Linked DNA regions of Ovis aries: regions 1 and 3 are each linked to region 2. The links are chromatin contacts, called in public Hi-C maps. All regions are on one chromosome and are shown on one strand. The core of a region is the stretch at or near the end of the contact, and the rest is flanking DNA. Distances in the headings are between cores, read along the strand shown. Region 1 has its middle 17 kb from the start of KLF6. Region 2 has its middle 300 kb from the start of KLF6. Region 3 overlaps LOC105611101 (a long non-coding RNA gene).

What was found. A called contact is a pair of places that touch in the nucleus more often than the background predicts.
Region 1: a Hi-C map of tail adipose tissue shows a contact between it and region 2, with 2.5 times the contacts expected there. The contact joins two enhancer-like sites. A contact is called at or near these places in 2 of 16 Hi-C or Micro-C datasets (skin fibroblasts and tail adipose tissue).
Region 3: a contact with region 2 is called in a Hi-C map of muscle, with 4 times the contacts expected there. The contact joins two enhancer-like sites. A contact is called at or near these places in 4 of 16 Hi-C or Micro-C datasets (muscle, skin fibroblasts and tail adipose tissue).

What each region holds. Positions count from the first base shown.
Region 1 is chr13:44,163,772-44,167,565 of ARS-UI_Ramb_v3.0, reverse strand. No RefSeq gene overlaps it. Among named protein-coding and RNA genes, the nearest start is that of KLF6, 17 kb to the left of the region's middle. Within about 2 kb of position 1,400, at least 18 of the 54 cell types and tissues checked have an H3K27ac peak or open chromatin away from gene starts, as enhancers often do. A contact at or near this core is called in tail adipose tissue, where this site is marked.
Region 2 is chr13:43,880,678-43,884,133 of ARS-UI_Ramb_v3.0, reverse strand. No RefSeq gene overlaps it. Among named protein-coding and RNA genes, the nearest start is that of KLF6, 300 kb to the left of the region's middle. Within about 2 kb of position 1,878, at least 32 of the 54 cell types and tissues checked have an H3K27ac peak or open chromatin away from gene starts, as enhancers often do. A contact at or near this core is called in muscle and tail adipose tissue, where this site is marked.
Region 3 is chr13:43,584,626-43,588,228 of ARS-UI_Ramb_v3.0, reverse strand. All of the region lies in intron 1 of LOC105611101 (a long non-coding RNA gene), which reads right to left. Among named protein-coding and RNA genes, the nearest start is that of AKR1E2, 99 kb to the right of the region's middle. Within about 2 kb of position 1,953, at least 12 of the 54 cell types and tissues checked have an H3K27ac peak or open chromatin away from gene starts, as enhancers often do. A contact at or near this core is called in muscle, where this site is marked.

The DNA.
Region 1 (3,794 bases), core at 151-2,650, 280 kb before region 2:
TTCTGAGATTTAAGGAGGGAAAAGAAAAAAAAAAAATGAGAGAGAGAGGGCCTATGTCTTTTGAACGCTTGAGCATGCTATAGAGAACTGAACCAGGGCAGTCCTGATTCTCCCATGAGGGGAGAGGGCAAGGCTTGATAGAATGGATGAGTAGGGCCTGTGTGCCCTGGTTCTGGGTCTGCTTGTGACCCAGGCCAGGTCTCCAGCCAACCCTCTGTCTCCTGAGCAGTAGGAGGCCCACAGTGGGACTGAAGGTCCCCCGCCGAGCCATCCAGTCTCCCCTCACAATCCCAAGGTGGGAGAAAGTGAAAGTGTGAGTCCGACTCTTTGTGACCTCATTGACTGTAACCCACCAGGCTCCTCTGTCCATGAGATTCTCCAGGCAAGAATCCTGGAGTGGGTTGTCATTCCCTTCTTCAGAGGATCTTCCGGACCCAGGGATGGAAAGTGGGTCTCCTGCACTGCAGCAGATACTCTACTGTCTGAGCCACCAGGGAAACCTCGAAGTGGAAGGAGTTTATAGAAAATACATAGTGCACAGGTGGAAGTGTGGCTTACTATAAAAGTCAGTGATTGACAAGAAATGTCAGGCGTCTAACTCCATTGTCAGTGAAGCTTTTCTATTTGAATCACTTAAGGGCTGGGTGGGGGACTTCGTGAGCAACTAAAGATCAAAATTTGTTTAATCCTTTATTCCTCATTTGAAGCACATTTTAGTAGAAAAGGCATGGTTCTTGAACACCCCCATGAACTATCACACACACACACTCAGTATTTAATAGGCAATCAGATTTAGTCATTTATGTGGCAATTTGTTTAAATGTCTTATACTTTGAAACATATTTTTTATATTATTCATTTTCCCTGTGTAGATGCAAAGCTGTATTGGACAAAGGCAAAATTCAGTTCAACCCTGGTCATAGTGAAGTTAGTAAAAGCTAAAAATGCAGTACCTTCCAATGTCTCCAAGGGTGTCCATAACCATTTTTAAGTTTGCAGTTAGTAGCAGTCATTTACTATTCAGAGGTGTAAAAGGTTTTACAACTGAATGGCAAATACCAGATTCCATATCCTTAAAAATATTAAGCATACATTTCCTTTCATTAAAAAATACTCACTTGATTCTGTATGATACTTGTGAAGCTTATTTTGCAATAATTTGATGATGATATATCTATTGAGGAACTCTCCCCTAATTTCCTAGAAAATATTCATTAAAATCTCAAAGTGGTCTCTGATACATTTTTTTCCTCAAAGAAAGTGTATTATTTGGAAAACAAACACTGTTGCCTTGCGATAGGTTTTTTTTTTTTTTTTTTCAAGTGAGCCAACACAACGGAATAAAATATATGATTGGTCGTGGCTGAGTCACTTCCTGTTTCAATAACAAGAGTGTCATTAGCAAAACTGTAAGCAGCACAGTTTGTCACCGTGTGTGTGGCTTTGTTTGTACACGTTGCCAGAAACAAGTTCTTAGGGAAAACACACTCATTGCTCTATTACCAAGAAAGAAAGTTCCGGCGAGTGGTTTTGGCAGCAGCTGTTGCCTTGTTTATTATTTATCTTTATCCGAACCTTCCCTAACAGAAGGGACAGTGTTTGCCCAGCAGCCTAAGTGGAGCTGCAGTTTTGCCCAGGGAAATCATAATTCACTCCTGTCACCAAAGCCCTAACATGAATGCACAGTGGCTTCCGAAGACTGAGAGTTGTGCTCCAGCTGCGTGGCAGAGGGACTGGACACCAGGGAACCAAGCTTTTGCCTGGCTTGGCTACCAAGTGGCCATTTGAGCTTGGATTTGCTTTTCCACTTCTACAAAACAGCAGTGTTGAAGTGTACAGTATTCAGAGTCTCCTTCCAGCAAAAATGGCTCTTTTCCTGGAATCAGGAAATCGAGCTGGCTTTCTTCACATATGGGTGTCTGATGCTTGCTGAGTTTAGAACATGCTCCCCTCCCCCCGCCCTGAGATTCCCCACTCCCACCCCCGGGGCTCATTAAGGTGATTTGTCTGTAATTCATCACCATGCTACCTCCAGGGCAGGATGGCTCATGCCTTGGTGCTACCACTTGTGAAAATTGCTGTAACTCGGCAGCTGGAGGAGTCCAGACCTGGCCCCGAGTCAGATCAGGTAGACGACATTGTCTGGGGCTCTGAGGGCAAAGGTGAGGATGGGAGGGGAACAGAGGCCCCTAGTCCTCATGCTTCTGAAATCCTGCCCCGGGCTGTCTTGGACGCTGACGTGATTTGGCTCAGATTCTCAACACGGAGACCCACGTCAAGGACCTGCTGGGTTTATCTGCAGGAAATCACCTGGCCAAGCCATAGGTGTCCACCCCCTTGAGTGAGGGTGACCTAGCATCTTATCAGAGGGAGCCTCAGACCAACCCCCAGTCATGGCTGTGCCCCAGTTAAGAATCCCATTGCCTGTGAGGGAATAATCTGGACTCACCATTTCTCTTTCAATCCCCTCCAAGAGAATTCGTTCCTGACGACATGGCTCTCTCGATTGTAGGCTAAAAATTCATCCTGAGTTTCCTTCTAAAGACACCATGAAGCTATAATAATTAACATCTTATTTTCATTCACTAGAATTCTACACTGACCTCTAATCTGGTGGGAGGTATTCTATAAGTGCTAAGTCAATATTTGTTCTCGGTTGTAAAAAATGAGTAAAATGGGCAAGACCCTGCTTTCCTGTCACTGATAACCCAGGGTGGCTTGTGTGTGAGCAATGCTTGCACACAGCTGGGTCGGACTCGGCTGTAACCGCCAGCCTGGTGCCTCCTGCATGGACCCCACTTATCTCTGGTCCGTGCACGCTCCTTATTCCCTCTGTGCTCCATGTGGGACTTGGCCACATGCACACTGTTTAAGATGCTGCTGAAAATGTCTTAATACTTTTTCCTTGGAAGCCTGGTATTCCTGGGGAGAGGGTGAACTATGGGAAAGTGTGTCACCCTCAGGAGTTGGGTCCACAGAGTGTTTATGGGCCACGGGTCCTGGTTCTGGTTCTGATCAGACACTGTGTGGAAGGCCTCAAGTGGGCTCATTCAGGGTTTTCATCTATTCAGGAGTGATGTGGTCCACCCCTTGAGTTTAGAAGTAATTTGGATCTCTGGGTCCTGGGCAGAACCTAGGAAATACAAAGTCCGCTCCTCAGTTGCTTCTGCTTATCAAGAGCTTGTGGGTTGTGCAAGAACTGGGGCTGTAATTTCCTGCTTCCGCTCATGTTAAAGCAACAGTTGGGTCATCGATGGTCTCCAGCCTGTCCCCTGTGGGCAGTGTCATGGGGATGTGGATCCTCCTACCTGGGAGGACAGAATCCACCTGGTCTCTCACTCCCCATTTGTCGGTCTCAGAATCATTCCTCTAGGCTTTCCCTTACCTGGGGATCTAGCTGCAAGCTTCCCAGTCCCCAGTCCCTGTGGGTTTCCTTACTGGCTTCTCACCACTCTACTTTCCAGCTCAGGATGTGGTAAAGACCTGCAAGCCCGCCTCCTCTCCCTTGGCTTATTTCCGCCATGAACCTTCTCCCCTAAGGCCCTGGCTTTACTCAGGCTTCTCTTCCCTCCTGGAAGCATCCTGCCTCCTCCTGACCACATCGTCCCCCATCTGTGGTGTGATGGCTCTTCTGTGCGTTTGCTGTGCCCTGTGCCCCCATGAGATGCTAGAATGTTTCTTTGACAACTATGGTTTCATTTGCACAGCATCTTCAGTTACAGATGAGGGTCAGGGATGTCTTTTTCCCTGGCTCCCAGCCCACCATAGATGCGTGGTTTCTAGACAGAGCTTCC
Region 2 (3,456 bases), core at 629-3,128:
GGCTGGCCCAGGCCGGAGGAGAACAGTGGGAGGGTCATTGTGCCACAGGAAACCACTGCTCCCGCCATCTTTTTACAGCTGGTGATCAGTTCAAGGGTACTGCAGACGGAGCTGTCACTACCCGACTTCACAAATGTAAACGTATCACAGCCTATTTTTAGAGAGGAATTGGCTGTGCTGTTATAATGCTAAAAATTAACCTGCATTAAAATGGAAGTAAACTGCTCCGTGGAATTTAGAGCTCTGCACACACACACACACACACACACACACACACACACACACACACACATTGGCGCACGCACAATGTGCCTTGTTGAAATAACAGTGGAGGTCAAAACATACTCTCAAAATTCTGGAGTCAAAGCACACTCTTACCTCTATGTCCTCCACATTAAATAAAATGTGTTTACAGGTGTGATGGCAGGAACAAACATCTTGATATTTGGAAGAGAAATCTATGACAACCAAACCTTTTTGAGCGGGAAGACCCAAATGCTTTCCTTTTAATTCTTCTTCACCTGCAGAGAGCCAGGGCTGTGAACAAGAGCTGCAGCAAGTCCCCTGGTTTGGGGAAGGGCACGTCTTGCTCTTGTTTGGGCATCAAGAACCCAGCCACCTTCTTTTTCTACTTCTCTGCTTCCCCAGCATCATTCAACACATGTTCTCTGTTTTAGTCATTTTGAGCTGGGCATTAACTGAACTGTCTTTTGTGCTCTGGCAAAGATAATGTATCTGGGTTTCCTTAGTGATATTCTAAACACATTTTTCCTGCGCTCCCATACCGAGTGCATAGTTTTGGAGGAATTCCTGTTGTGTGGGAGGCCAGCTCAGCTCCATTCACACACTCGGGCCCCAGCTGCGGCCCCTGGGCTCAGCCCGATCTTGGTCTCAGCCCCCAGCTGCTCCCCAGCATCTGCGCCAACAACCACAGTGGCCTTTGTGCATCTACTTATTTACTTTATATTTGCGCAGTGTGTTTCAGCACTTTTTGTTTTATCTTCCTTGGAGTAAGTTAAGATTGTGAAAAAAGTTTGCTCCAGGAAAAGGGAGTTCAAAGGCCCACTGGTTCCTTCAACTGCTTAAACAGGGGAGGGGGCAGGAGGTGGGGAAGGAGGGTGGGGAGAAGAGAAAGGAGTGGAAATGAATCAGCACCTTGGGTCATCAGATAAGATGCCCTTCTATTAAAGGATCAAGTCAGGAGACAGGCTAGAGGGAGACTGGCATCAGACAGGGGAGGGGGTGCTGTTATTACTGTCCTTGCTAAAATCTGACTTCATGGGATGACTTTTAAAAATCTCAGTGAAACGGGGTACTGACCTCTCCCGAACAGATGTGCGCAGGAGAGATCTGAGGAGAGAGGAGACCTGAGATGATGTTGACAGCGCTTCTGACCAAGGAAGGTCACTGTGTGACAGTTTCAGGGGGACACCTGCAGCAGGGCTTTGTCAACAGGGTCTCGAATGCAAACGAAATGCAAGCAGTCTCTTTCCGCCAGGAAGTGACACTTGGGGCCGACCCCGAGCAAGGGCACATCTGGAGGACGACTGTTCAGGCGGCGATTGCTTCTCTGGTCCATGACTTCATCTGTCGGGTGTCTGGGAGGGGGCTGGCGAGATCTACTTCAAAGCCTGTATGTCTCTAAGTGTGGCTGGGGGCGCGGACCAGGGGCTGGGCAGTCTTGAAGCGCAGGCGCCAAGCCACCAAAGCCACTATTCTGAGTCTGATTTAACCAAACGCCTGGGGGGAGTGGGGTTCTCAAGTAGCCTAGTGCTTAGAAACCAGTGATATAAATGTTACTCATTGTACGACTGAGGGAGAGACATCACTCACAGGAAGTGATTACAGTTCTTTATCTCCCGGGGCCGCGTCGCTAAGGAAACTCTGACTCAGTGCATGAAAGACAGCCGTCCCTTTGGAGTTCAGGCCAGTTAGTCATGACAGCTCTGGATCCACTGTTATTAATAGTAATCCCGTCCACCAAGTGGACAGTCCTCAGGGCCTGAAAAGAGTCCCACGTGTATAAGCCTGCTTTATTCACATTCGAAGTCAATGTTATCCATCCTCTTTTCTCAGAAAAAGAAATTAGCTGCAGTCTGGTAGGAAAGCAGTCTTCTAGGTTCAAGTTCAAGCCTCATTGCCCTGCTCCCCAATAAATGTTCTGGTTAGATGCACAGGTCTTTAGGCTTCTGTACACAATCCTGCCAATGTGAACCAGCTGCTGTTATGTGACGGGAAAGCGGTGTAGACTGGTGTAAACATGCTGGTGGGGTGCACCTTCACTTCCCTCAATTTTTTAATCAGGAGAGAAATGCTAAGTTGGGCTTGACAGTCACCAAAAAGTTTTCCTGGTTCTGCAGAAGGAACAGTCTTCTGGCACAATTAACTCAGAATAGATCTGTTTCTCTCGGGGCGGAAGTGTTCAGGTTCTAAATCTCATACTTTCATAAGCTACTTTGTTAAAAAAAAAAATCATCTCAGGAATCACTTATTTTCTGGAGATGGCAGTCTTTATTTACACTGGAAAACATGTGGTTTTATGTGGGTTGTCTTTCATTCTTGGTGAGGCGATGAGAAAAGAAAACAAAATTTGTTTAGAGCTGCAGTGAACAAATAATTGGCTGACAGCTAGGTTAACTGTGGAAATCAGAACTTTCCCATGCTATCTGAGGAATGAAAACACATCCTGGTTAGTGATGCTGACCAAGCTTGGAAGGTTAGAGGTGATTCCGTCTCCAGGAATGTGGCCTGGTCTTATTTTAAGAAGGGCCTCTGAGTCATGTGGAGTCATGTTGAAATGTGTGTTGTGTTCTGTAATTTTGAAAAGGAAGCTTGCAGGGAGGAAATGGAACCAGTTCTTCCCCCCCGCCAAAAACTCTGCCCTTTAATGGAAGAAAAGGGCAAGTTGATTCCCACACATCTCACTTGCTCCCTGTGATGCAGGCTCTGATGTCTTTTACCACGGATATAGTCTTAATGTGGTTTGCTGTAACCTTACTTGCTTAGAGTGCTTTAAGTTTGTAACTTGAACTGATCTTACTTAATATTTATCATTAGATGTGGCTGTATGCACTGCTCAGGATCAAATAAAACAGACTAGGGATCACTATGATCTTGACTGATTAGCTATCTGGAGTGATTGCTACAGAGATACATGTACTATTTTTATCAACATAAAATATGAATCATTTTAAGTGAGCTTCAGGTTTCTCAACTCAGAAATATAGGAATAGAGCCAATATTGCCTATACTCCTGGGCGAGCTCCTGGGTGGAGCATCAGAGCTGTTATCACGAGAAGAGGGTTGACATCTCCAGCAGGAGTGAAGAAGGAAAGGAAGTCCCCAGCAACAGGGGCTCAGATTCCTAGCATCATAGGAACTTGCTCATATACATCCACACCTTTGTAATAAACATTCTAAATTTAATAAAACAGATGCTGTAAACTTGGAAACTCA
Region 3 (3,603 bases), core at 704-3,203, 300 kb after region 2:
TCCTTCTCCAGGGGATCTTCCTGACCCAGGGATTGAACCCGAATCTCTTCCATCTCCTGCATTGGCAGATGGGTTCTTTACCATCTGAGCCACAAGGGAAGCCCATTTAATATACTAATTTTTGTTTATTGATAAATTGACTGCATTCATTTTTTTTTCCTTTACAGTTGGTTTAAGTAATTGTTTTTTCCCTTCTGGACATAAAGAGACTTGCATATTTTTCTTCTACATTTTTAAAGTTTTGCTTTTTTACATGCAGTGCCACATAAAGTAAGATTTATTTCCTAATGCTGTTTACTTTTTGCACATGGATATCTGATTTCCAGTAACATGTCTTGAATGAGAAGATCTTTTTTAATCCACAAGAATATTTAACAAATTCTCTCACAGAATCTGATGTTAACTGAATTAAGTTAATTTGATTAAATTAATTGGCTCAGTGTTTATGGGAAGGCCTTACAACACTTCAGTAGGCCCCAAGAGCACAAGGCAGGTACTCTGAGGTGTAACCCTGGGACTAACTACACTCCCAGCCTCCCTGTAGACCTGCAAATTCTCAAAGGCTTGTGTCCCTAAGTCAGTAACACTCAGAATAAGGTTTTTCTTAGCGTACATAAAAGTTATGGAGAAAAACACCACTTTGTTGCCATGACTGGCATTTCAGGCAGAGGCTAGAACATTGGCAGAGTCCACCTTGTTTAACATTCGTCCACGAGTCAGATGGTAGTAGGATTTCACTAAATATTTATTAAGGGAAAGAGTCAGTTTAGCTGATCTAATTTCTGACTGTTGACTCCTGGCAGTCTAAACAATTATATTAGTCAAGCTTTCCTAGTTACCCAATAGGGAACAAAAAAAAAATAAAAAATATTTCAAGTAAAACCTGAAGGAAACATGTCTTCAAGAGGGTAGAATATCCAAGACAGACATTTCTAAGGCACAAAATTCATACAAGAGTAGTGAACATCACACCAGAGCTCGCAGACAATAGAGTGTGTTAAGATTTTGACATTCTCAAGCAACTTGAGGCTTTTTGCAACAAATATAATAGAACGTGAGTTTGTAATGAACTGGTGCCTGGGTCTCTGTGACCCAGACGTGCTGAAAAAAAGAAAAGGGAAATACATCTTCTTTTTCCTTCATGTAACCTGAGGCCACTACAGTATTGAACTCCTTTGGTTGAGTGCTTAGCCTGGTATATTTTGTAAGGAATTTTATCTGTTGGCCACCCAGACACAGATTAGATGAGAAAGGAAACAAAATGTAATTGAGTATTTCAGAGCAATCTGTATTTTTGAAAACTGTATGTGTGTGAATGAATATGATATATACAATATGATATAAATAGGATATATAAAATGTAATTTGATATGTTATTGTATGTATTATGTACATAAGCTTCCCTGGTGACTTAGACGGTAAAGAATCTGCTTGCAATGAAGGAGACCCAGGTTCGATCCCTGGGTCAGGAAGATTCCCTGGAGAAGGAAATGGCAACCCACTCCAGTATTCTTGCCTGGAGAATTCCATGGACAGAGGAGCCTGGTGGTATACAGTCCACGGGGTTGCAAAGAGTTGGACACAACTGAGCAACTAACACTTTCATTTCACTTTCTTTCACTTCATTATGTACATACTATAATTTTGCATATGTGCACATATACACACACACAAGTATACAGGCAACTAATACAATATTATCAGAATATTTATTCTTTGACGATGGAAATTTCAGTGGTCATTTTTGGTTTTGTTTCTATTTTTGTACCTTAGATATTTTTCAAATTTTGTTTGGAGAACTTGTATTACCTTCACCAAGATAAAAAGTTATTTGTTTCAAGGCTGGGAAGAGAACAGACAAGAAATCTTCACCTAAAAACTCTGTGTGGTAAGCAGTCTGAAGTCAAAGTTCCTGGCCTCAGAGCAGCAGAGCTGGCAAAACAGAATTGTGGACACCTCTGCCCCCTACTGTTCACCTTCAGTAAGTACCTGGTGATCCTTCATCCGCTCTTAGTAGGAATCTCCAAGGAGATTGTTTACAAAATCACAAAATCCTGTGGTCCTTCCTCTCCTCAGAGATCCCCAGCCTGGTGACCTTCAGACTGCACTGAGAAATGTGTTCTCAGATAAAGAATACCGTGACCACAGATAGAGAAACCAGGAAAAATATGGATGTCACATGTAGGGACACACAGAGAACCTAAGCTTCTTTCGGTTTTTTAAAAACATACTAGTATATAGTACAATGTGCATTGGAAGATTATACATTAATATAGAATATATTTTAAAATATATTAGTCTATATAGTGAGTGTACACTATTAATATTAACAATGTTACATTGTATGTGTTAAAACACTATATGTATTAATAATATTAATGTTACATGTGTACTTTTATATTGCATATGTACTTTACTACACTTGTATATATCTTATTTTTCCTAGTACTATGCTTTTTAAATGCATGTCTATGTTTGTGTATATATTTATATACATGTAGTTTTCTATATGAAGAGTACACAGTATGTATATATATATGTGTGTATGTGGTGGCTCAGACTGTAAAGAATCCACCTGCCAATACAGGAGCTGCAGGAGATGGGGGGGTTCAACCCCTAGGTTGGGAAAATCCCCTGGAGAAGGGAATGGCTACCCGCTTCACTGTTCTTGCCTGGAGAGCCCCATGGACAGAGGAGCCTGGTGGGCTACAGTCCATTCGGTCACAAAGAGCTGGACATGCAGAATAGACACAGCACTCACACACACACATACTTTTACAAATGATTTTGCATTTGTCAGTGTTTTATTTTAATGAAGAGCGCAAAGTGTGACTAACATCTGCATTTTAATTCTACAGCTGGTAAAAGCATTTCTTCCTTTGGAAGTTATTCGAAGTCCCAATTTGCTTCAGAAGTTGGCACATCTGAGTTTCTTTTGGCTGTTATTATTTACGAAATTCAGCATTTTCCCAGAGCCAGCTTTGATATAATAAAGCCCTCAGATCTCCAGTCTCACAACCAATTTATTTACAGTCAGTAAAAGACACTGAGGCCCAATGCCTTTCTTAGACATGCTTTCAATAGCACCCATAGAATTCAGTTACATGTGCTGGTCTGAAGGAAAAATGTGGGCAATGTGATAAACACAGCCTTGCCTTGGCCATAACCAAATTAAAATATCTGCCTCAACAGTGGTAGTTAGGGAACCAAATAGACTGAAAAGAAAACAAGGGAAAAAATTTAATTTGAAAGCAAACAGGCTTACACAGTATTTCCTGATGGCAGATTCTGAACCATGAGGCATGAAAATCAAGCATTAATAACCTCAACGGTTGTTGTGTTATTTTATGAGATTTCATCATCAACTATTAAAACTTAGTCTAGACTTTTTTATACCATATCATATTCTTAAATCTGCTTTAAAAACCTGGGATAATTGCTTTAAAATGAATCCATATATGTGTAGAACATACGATTCAAAAATACATAGGATGAAATTTTGTGACACTTATAAATAAGAACTTGTCATTTCCAAGCTTAAGCATTTTTGTTTTTCATTTAACACTTGCCTGGTATTTAACCTGTCCATCCCTCTAAGAGTGT